Linked DNA regions of Hordeum vulgare: region 2 is linked to region 1. The links are chromatin contacts, called in public Hi-C maps. All regions are on one chromosome and are shown on one strand. Each heading gives the region's core, a stretch centred on a gene start, on an enhancer-like site or on the middle of the called end of the contact. The rest is flanking DNA. Distances are from core to core; before and after follow the strand shown.

Region 1 (4,336 bases), core at 749-3,248:
AGGTATGTTTTGCTTCCACACTAGCACTATGTATGAAGTGCAAAGCTGGGTGGGTGGCCACGAGGGCGAGGAGTTCATCGGCGTCGGCGCACGCTTCGGCCCCAAGATCGTCTCCAAGGAGAAGCAGGCCACCAGGGAGCCGCTCACCCTCGCAGACCCCATCCACGGTTGCACGCCTCCCAAAATCAATTTAAATCTGGTAAATATAGTACAATTTGGAAGATCTCGTAATAACAAATTCTTTTTTCAAGATTGATTGTTTTGTCGTACTAACTTCTATTTGCTCAAACAGGACATGCATGCTATTTCTGAAAAAAGATCCTCCGCTATTGGCTAGCTGTTGGATGGCATCTCTGGTGGTAGTTTTAGATAACTAGCAAATGAAAGGGCTTCTCATAATTCATTGGATATAGACCAGTTGTGTCAATTACATATAGTTGATTGTAAATGACTTTTACAAATGAAATGTAATATTTTTATTATTTTATTTCAACAAATATGAGATTCGCATCAAGCACTGCACTGATTCAGTTTTTTCGACAAATATGGGCTTCAGATTGTTGTCTTCTTTGAGTGCGTGTGGGATGTATAAGCACAAAAAACAGTGCAAAAAATTACAAAAAAATGTAATATATCACAACAAAAATGTTTCCCTTTAAAAAAATCTTGAATTTTTATTTTAGAAAACATTAGAACAGTGCTTTCTGGTAAGAAATACCAAAAACATTGCAAAAATAATTACGAATTAAATGTAATATTGCCAGCGGAGGGATGAACGGCAAGGGGCGGCCATCATTGGAGGTACATCGAGAGCTCAACTCCACAAGGAATGGAAGGGAGGGGGTGGCCACCATTGGAATGAGGGGAGTGACGGAAACAAAGTGAAGAGATAAGGACAACTTTTTTTTTCTTTGAGAAGAAGATGAGGAGAACGTTTTTTTAGAAGAAGATGAGCAAAGTGCTTCGGATGACGCACTTTGTGTCTCGTGCGGAGGCTTGGTGTCTATGCTCAGAGCAGCTCACTTACAAGAGCTTAGCAAGTTATGCAAAAAACAATTTAAAATATATATTGTTCAATTTATTTTTTGAAAATATATTGTACACAAAAATGCTATTACCCATAAAAAACAAAACATTATTACCACTCAATAAAAATGATAATAATTATTAAAAAAGTAATCCAATTTTTATATAAGCATTACATTATATTTTAAAACTTTAAAAGAAACTCCTTCCGTCCAAAACTAGACGTCTTACATTTAACATTATAATTTACATTTAACATTTAATGGTAAAATAAATAGGTTTTCTGTTTTTTTTAGCCCGGTGCAACGCACGGGCATTTGTACTAGTGATCTTTTAAAAAGACACAACTCATCCACACGACCAAATTCCAGTTCCACTTCACCCCACACCAGCGTCACCTCCCCAAACCGGGGCTCCTGCAAAAAAGACGCCCATCTTTCCAGCCCAAACGCAAGAACCAGGGGCGTGCGTGGTCTCTCGCTCTCCAGCATCAGCGCTGGCGCACGTGAGGCAACAGAAACCACTCGAGCTGCTGACTGGACTCCTGAGATCTCCCTCGCTCACTCGCGCCGCACGCGCGCACCAGCATATACCGGTGCGCCTTGCCGTTTTCGCCACACCGCACCAGACCAGAACCAGACCATCCACCCTGCGCCGCCGCGGCCCGGGCCCACCCCGCAGCGACCCCTCCCTCCCCACGAGTCCTCGCAGATCCGCGATTGGTCGACGTCCCACTCCTCCTGCCCCCCTGCCCTCCTCCTCCTCGAGCCCTCCCCCCTCCCCGCGTCGACAATTCCCCGCCCCCCGCCCCAAATCCGCAATCCCCCCGCTCGCCGCCGCCCCGCTCGCCGCCGTACGGATTCCGCCCCCCGCGCCCCGGGCCCGCGCCCAATCGCCGTTTGCCGTGGACGCGGGGTCGCCCCGCGGCGTCGGTAGCCCGCACCGCGATTCTAGGGTTTCGGGCGGGGGCGCCCCAATTCGCCGGCTCGGCCCCGCGGGTGCTCGCGTCGCCCCGCGCGGGTCCTGATCGCTGGCGCTCGCGCCTCGCCGCCGCTCTGTCCACTGCCGTCTGGTACAGTGCGCCCCGTATGCTGAATTGGGCTGGGTTTTGCGCCTGATTCACATTGGGCTGTCTGATTAAATTTCCGCTGACCCTCCAGCAGGAAGGAATATTACAGCTTTTGAAGGTCTCTGCCGCGTGTGCCCCGCCTCGGGAGGGGCTGCCGCAGCTTTCAGCTTGCTCCGCGCCACGCCGTGCTGGGAATGACGTCGCGGGCTCTTGTCTGAGGCGCCGCTGCGAGCGACAATGAATGTGGGGCAGGCGGCGCACCTGTCCGGGCAGATGTCCGGGCAGGGGGCGCAGATGAATCAGGTTGTTGGCGGTGGCAGCGGTGTCGTCGGTGCTGACGGCATGCCCCTGCACCAGCACCAGCAGATGCAGGATGGCGTGGGCCTCGTTGGCGCGGGGGTCGATCAACAGTTTGCCGCTATGCGCACCAATATGCGCGAGAAGATGTAAGCACCCCACACCGCAAACTTCTTTCGGTGCCTGCTCTAAGGAAAGAAAAAAAAATTCTTTCGGTGGCTGAGCTATTTATATTTAGTAGGCGCTAGCGCGGGTGTTAATTAATTGTACTGAGTTAATGCGGCCTATCCTTATCAACTTTTATACGGCAAATATTTATTTTGTTCCCAAAATTATAGAGGTGATCACACTTGCACACGCGACCAAAGCTTATGACTTTCCTTAATTGACAAGAGCTCGCATATAAATTTCGGCACTTGGGCTGCAGTTGAATCACCTTCCCAACTAAAATTGTAGGTTCGCCGCCATGGCTGATTGTTCGAATCTGATAGAAAGTATTGACATGTTTTTTTTAAGCCTGATACTTGTTCGTAAATTGGCAGATTTGAGTATATAGGAAGAAAGCAGACTTCAGCTGACTGGAGGCGGAGGCTGCCGGAACTCGCAAGGCGGCTAGAGGAAATCTTGTTTAGAAAATTCCCAAGCAGGGTATATTTCTTTATTTCCTTTGTCTATTTTACTTCTGGTTTGGAGCAATCAAACACTTTCTCTACTAAAAGTTAATCTCACAGTTTCATCATTATGGCTGTTTGAGCAGAATGAGTACTACAATATGATGAAGGCACCAGTCGAGCCACAATTGCAGTTTGCTATTAAGACCTTGAGTGCTCAGAACCAACAAAATCAACAAAACCAACAAATGTCAAGGCAGATGGCATCTTCCTCTGGTTATAGTACAATGATTCCAACACCTGGTATCACACAAGGTGCAAGTGGAAATTCTAGAATGTCTTATGGAACAGACAACATGGGTCTTTCGTCATCTGGTGCAGGCATGGTTCCTCAAAATGCCAACATGGGTACCTCGATGCCCGGTATCGGTATGGATAGATTAACTTAGCTTCTGCTCATATCATTACGGCTGTGTTGTAGCTTAACTTGAAATTCTCTTGTAGGCATGCTGTAGAGTTTCTAGCCTAAGTATCCAATACCCAGCAGTATATTCGGCAAAATTCAATCTATGTGGTAGAAAAACACCACATCTGTTTTACTTAATACTTCTTCCGTAAAGAAATATACGAGCGTTTAGATAAGTAATCTTTACGGAGGAAGAAGCTAGTCTTTTTTTTTTGTTTTTTTTAAAGAAAAAAACCATCCACTGAATAGCTTGTATATACCCATGAGACCATGACCTAATTGGGGCATTTCTTTTGAGGTCTCTGTTGTTTATAACTGGAAGTTATTTGTTAGAAGCTGAAGCATATGTAGTTGCCTGCTACTGTTTGTTCTCATTTTTTGCTGGTCCACTTTACATGGCTCTACTTATTCTTAATTGGTCCTTACAGGTACAATGTCTAACGGCTACCAGCATCTAACTACCAGTGCCCCACTAAATTCGACCACAAATGGTGTCCCATCTACGATGGGTCCAGTGGGTATTCAGCGACAAGTAACTCATATGATCCCAACTCCTGGATTCAGTAATCAACAAAACGTACCTACTAGTTCTGACTATTCAAATGGAACTGGATATTTCAATGGTGAGTCAGCTATGACTCCACATATGCAGCAGCAGAAGCAATTTCAAAGCAACCAGAGTAGCCATCAAATACAGCATATTGGGGGGCACAGTAATTCTGGAATACATTCAAGCATGCTGGAGAATTCTTCTGCATTTGGTTTATCAGATGGACATGTGAATGGTGGAATGGGATTGCTTGGGTCGAACACGCAAATTACAAATAGAAATGCAGCACCAGAAGGATATATGAACATATCCTCTTT
Region 2 (4,336 bases), core at 638-3,137, 560 kb after region 1:
TGTCCCATGTGTGATGACGAGAGTGAGTGCTGGCATCGCCATAGAAACAAGTGAGTCTCCAAGGATCGCTACCCAGATCAGAGATTTTACAGTCAATATGGTACTTTGAGTAACCCAAAATTTCAAGTTGTATATCATCGTTCCAAAATAAAGCTAATCCTCCACTCCGACCGGAGGAATCAACAACAAAGGCATTATCGAAACCTAGAGTGCTCTTCAGCTTTTTATTCCTACTCCCAGTGATTTGGGTTTCAACAATGCTGAGTACTCCAGGGGCAAACTTTTGCGTTATCTCGCGCAGCTCTTGGACTGTCGGGGCGTTGCAATACCCCGACAGTTCCAATATAAGAGATTCATTGTGCCCGGCGGTCCTCCAACGTGGAGGCCGCCGATTGTGCATTTTGTTGTTTGTTACCTTCTAAAGACTTCTTGATTCCTCCACTATCGATCCTCTTAGCTGCCTGACCCGATCGCATCGCTTTGGGTCTCGCATCGGGGGAGGGTTTGGAGGCACAACATCCCCTCCCTTACCAGCTAAGACGAGCTCCTTCCCAGAGTTGACATTCGTCTCAGGTCTTGCGACCACCTGGTCCAAGGCCCTCTTCCTGTTATCCTTAGTTGGATCCATCCCCACATCATCCGATTCCTGTTTGTCCTGGGCATCAGCCTCAGTATTAACCTCCTGTCCCTCACCATCAACATTCATGTCATGCTTCCCTTGTCTCTGGTTGTAGTTCTGGCGTCTTGTGCTCCAAGCTGTAGTGGCCGGGGCACACAAGTTTTTGAAGATCAAAGTCGACGGAGGATGCACCCCATCTCCATGCTCTTTGAATTCGTGGCCCATCATCGCGCAAACTTGGTACCAGTCCGGCAGCTGCTCATATTTAGCCGCAAAAATTTCTCTTGCGCCCCCTTGGATAATAGAGGTAGCCCTCTTCAGTGGATTGCGCGCATCCAAGCGCACCCTTACCCTAAAGAAGTTCCCTTCTAAATCAAATGAGGATGGCTCTGAATTCACAAATTCGGCCAGGTTGGAAGCAAGAGCTTTCACCTTCCCATGGTAAGCTATTGGCAGGTCAATGATCCGGGCCCATATCTCGAACTTGTAAAGCTCTATCGAAGTAGGCTTGGTGTACCCATCGTACGGAGCTATGATCACACGATTGCCTCTGAAGTGCCACGCCCCCCCATGGGTGACCTTCTCCCAAACTCCGAGGTAGTTAAACTGCATCATGAACATGTTCTCTTCCAGAGTCTTGATTTTGACTGTCCTCGCAAGATCCCATGCCGTTCTCATGTTTCGGAAAAACCACTAGGAGCTGAACCCCTTATCCATATGAACTTGAACCAAAATCATCCAGCGGATTTCTTCCTCCGCCGGTGCGTCAGATTCTTCAAAAATGATGTCGTCGAGATCATCTTCTTGCAACCCAAGCTCTTTCATCAGATCCTCAACGTTGCCACCCCCTCCTGTCGATGATGACGACGGGTCCCCACGTCGTGCCATACTGACAAAAAACCCCTAAGTAGATCGATCTAGCTCTCGTCGACAAGCAACCTCCCCCCGTACAACAAGGATTACCCATTTTTTGGCAGAAGGTACCCTCAGCGCTAGAGTTACCGGAAGGGGATATTGATAGTCTCAACATCGCCTCACGCTGCGAGAGGAAAAAATCCTAACGTGAGGGAAGTAAAAAGCCCCGCATGCTTTTCCTTTTCACACAAATGGAACAAGCGCACGAAAAGCAAGCCGCAGTCTAGAAAAGCCCACCCGCCCTGGCCCGGCCCGGTTGCAGCACTGGATGGTACGAAAGGGCCTGAAGCTCAAAGCGAGCGAGCGCACGCACGATGTGAAAGCGTAAAAGCGAAGGAAAAAAAAAAGGAAAAGAGAGAGAGAGAGAGAGAGAGAGAGAGGGGAGGCATCAAAATACCACTGCTGCCACGTTCCCCTCTCCTTCCTCCTCCTCCACCGCGCCGAAACCCTCGCTGCCGCCGCCGCCGCCGCCGCCCCCCTCCAATCCCTCGCCGCGGCGGCGATCACCGCTCCGCCTCCCGGTACCCGCGGCGGACCCTCCCGCCGCGCCATGATCTCACGCCTCCCCGCCCCGGTGCCCGGCGCCGCCCTCCAATGTGAGCCCCTGCCTCCTCCCCCCTCCCCCGCCGAGACCTAGGGTTCTCGCCTTCTCGACAAGGCGACCGACCGGGCGCGCTTCCGTGCTTGCTCTGCTTCTGCTGGACTCCCTTACTTACTTGGCACGCCCTATTTTCCTGCGATTTGCCCCCGTCTTTACCTATTATTGGAGGATTCCCGGGGCGTCTTCCGCTGGCCGGGCTGGGTTGGAATTTGATTTCTTGCCTTCCTTTCCCACCCCGAGTCTCTTGCAAAGAAGCCGCCGCGACTTTTACTGACTGCGCAAATTCAGAGTTGGTCCAAAGCCGGGTCTTTTTATAGTCTTTACGCGCATTCCGCTCCAGATTCTTTTTCTCCCTTTTCTCGATGCGTTTTCCGTACACTGGAATTCTTGACGGCATGTACTGAACCCTACTCAATTCATGTCTGCAATCTTTCACAGAGGAAGGAAGGGAGAAGGAGACCCTCTCTCTCTCTCTTTCATTCGTGCATCCAGGGATGGAGTCCCTCCAAGGGAAGGAGAGCAACGGCGCTGTTCCTGTCTGCAATGGTGGTGGTGGTGCTGCTGCTCCCCCTGCCAAGCAGCAGCTGCCGGAAGGGACCGACGCCCTTCGGTATGCCAACATACTCCGGTCACGCAACAAGTTTGCTGATGCTCTCCAGTTGTACACTACTGTGCTTGACAAGGATGGGGCCAATGTGGAGGCCCTTATCGGAAAGGGGATCTGCCTCCAGGCCCAGAGCCTGCCAAGGCAGGCCTTGGATTGCTTCACCGAGGCTGTCAAGGTCGATCCAAAGAATGCGTGCGCTCTCACGCATTGTGGGATGATATACAAAGACGAGGGTCACTTGGTTGAGGCCGCAGAGGTATGGACCAACATTCTCCCATCTATCTGCTGGCTTGCTGGTTCTTGTCAGCTGTGTCGCAGAAAAGGCAGACTTTGTTTTTTCATAGCATTGTTGTTATTGTTGTCAACAGCTAAACACCGGAAATCTTTGATCCAGTATGTGCCTCGAACCTGATCTATTCCTCCATGTTTACCTGAATGGATGATCGTGCGTTAGTATGTTACCTGAAATTTAGTTTTTTCTTTTCTTCAGAATACAAGTTAGATCTAAAAGCTAATTTAAAGGGCTATTTATGAACTTCCGTTTCACGCTAAGTTTGTCCAAATTAACCATTGTGTCCTGTGTATATTCTCTTGTGTGACGGAATTACTGTTTAACAGTCTAGCTGATGCGGGTAGAAAGCACACAAGTGTTTGCTAAATCAGGGCAGATGGCAACTGCAGCAAAAGAAAGCAGGATTCTGCTCCGAATGTCTATGCATACTATTTCTCCCTTAGAGAACACCAACCCTTTACATTTAGTGTGAGTATAAGAAATTCTAACCAATCTTAGTTCGTTTGGTTAAAACATCATACTGTCCAAAACTGTTAGTAGGGACTGTACATTACGATTTTAAGTTTTTGTTGTTTTACTGTAGCTATTGTGTTGTACAAATTTTATGTTCTAATGGAGAAAAAGCAATCTGCAACAGGCGTATCAAAAAGCTCGAAGTGCGGATCCTTCCTATAAAGCTGCCTCGGAATTTCTTGCTATTGTATTGACCGATCTTGGAACTAGCTTGAAGCTTGCAGGCAATACAGAAGATGGGATTCAAAAATATTGTGAAGCTCTTGAAGTGGATAGCCACTATGCGGTACAATCATCAACTCTAGCCATTATTATTTTTGTCTGTCAATTTAGCATTCTGCTAATTTATACATCTGATTTATGCAGCCTGCTTATTACAACCTTGGGGTGGTTTATTCAGAGATGATGCAATTTGACGTAGCTCTTACTTGTTATGAAAAGGCTGCATTAGAGAGACCATTGTATGCTGAAGCTTATTGCAATATGGGGGTTATTTACAAGAATCGGGGAGAGCTAGACGCAGCAATTGCCTGCTACGACAGGTAAGGTTGCCATTATTTTGATATGAATTGTGCCAATATTCATAAAATAATCTACAACAAGAATGCGTGAAGTTCACCCGTGGCATAACTTTGCTGTACCCCAGGTGCCTGACTATTTCCCCGAACTTTGAGATTGCTAAGAATAACATGGCAATAGCACTAACCGACTTGGGTACAAAGGTGCGGACTTGTCCACTTCTACTGTTGTGTAAATTCTACCGCTTACCATCATTTTTCATTTCTGTTC

The links. A called contact is a pair of places that touch in the nucleus more often than the background predicts.
Region 2: a contact with region 1 is called in a Hi-C map of leaf, with 4 times the contacts expected there. The contact joins the promoter of LOC123406158 here to the promoter of LOC123401884 in region 1. A contact is called at or near these places in 2 of 6 Hi-C or Micro-C datasets (leaf and seedling).

Annotation. Positions count from the first base shown.
Region 1 is chr6H:49,658,170-49,662,505 of MorexV3_pseudomolecules_assembly, forward strand. It overlaps LOC123401884 (probable histone acetyltransferase HAC-like 1), which reads left to right and starts at 1,999. Exons shown (of 17, transcript XM_045095742.1): 1 at 1,999-2,098; 2 at 2,187-2,541; 3 at 2,935-3,040; 4 at 3,150-3,432; 5 at 3,898-4,336. The coding sequence starts at 2,333. It overlaps LOC123402371 (signal peptide peptidase-like 5), which reads left to right. Exons shown (of 2, transcript XM_045096288.1): 1 at 1-199; 2 at 293-514. The coding sequence starts at 5. The coding sequence ends at 337.
Region 2 is chr6H:50,218,277-50,222,612 of MorexV3_pseudomolecules_assembly, forward strand. LOC123406158 (probable UDP-N-acetylglucosamine--peptide N-acetylglucosaminyltransferase SPINDLY) reads left to right here and starts at 1,888. Exons shown (of 18, transcript XM_045099635.1): 1 at 1,888-2,130; 2 at 2,574-2,998; 3 at 3,672-3,833; 4 at 3,914-4,089; 5 at 4,194-4,269. The coding sequence starts at 2,630.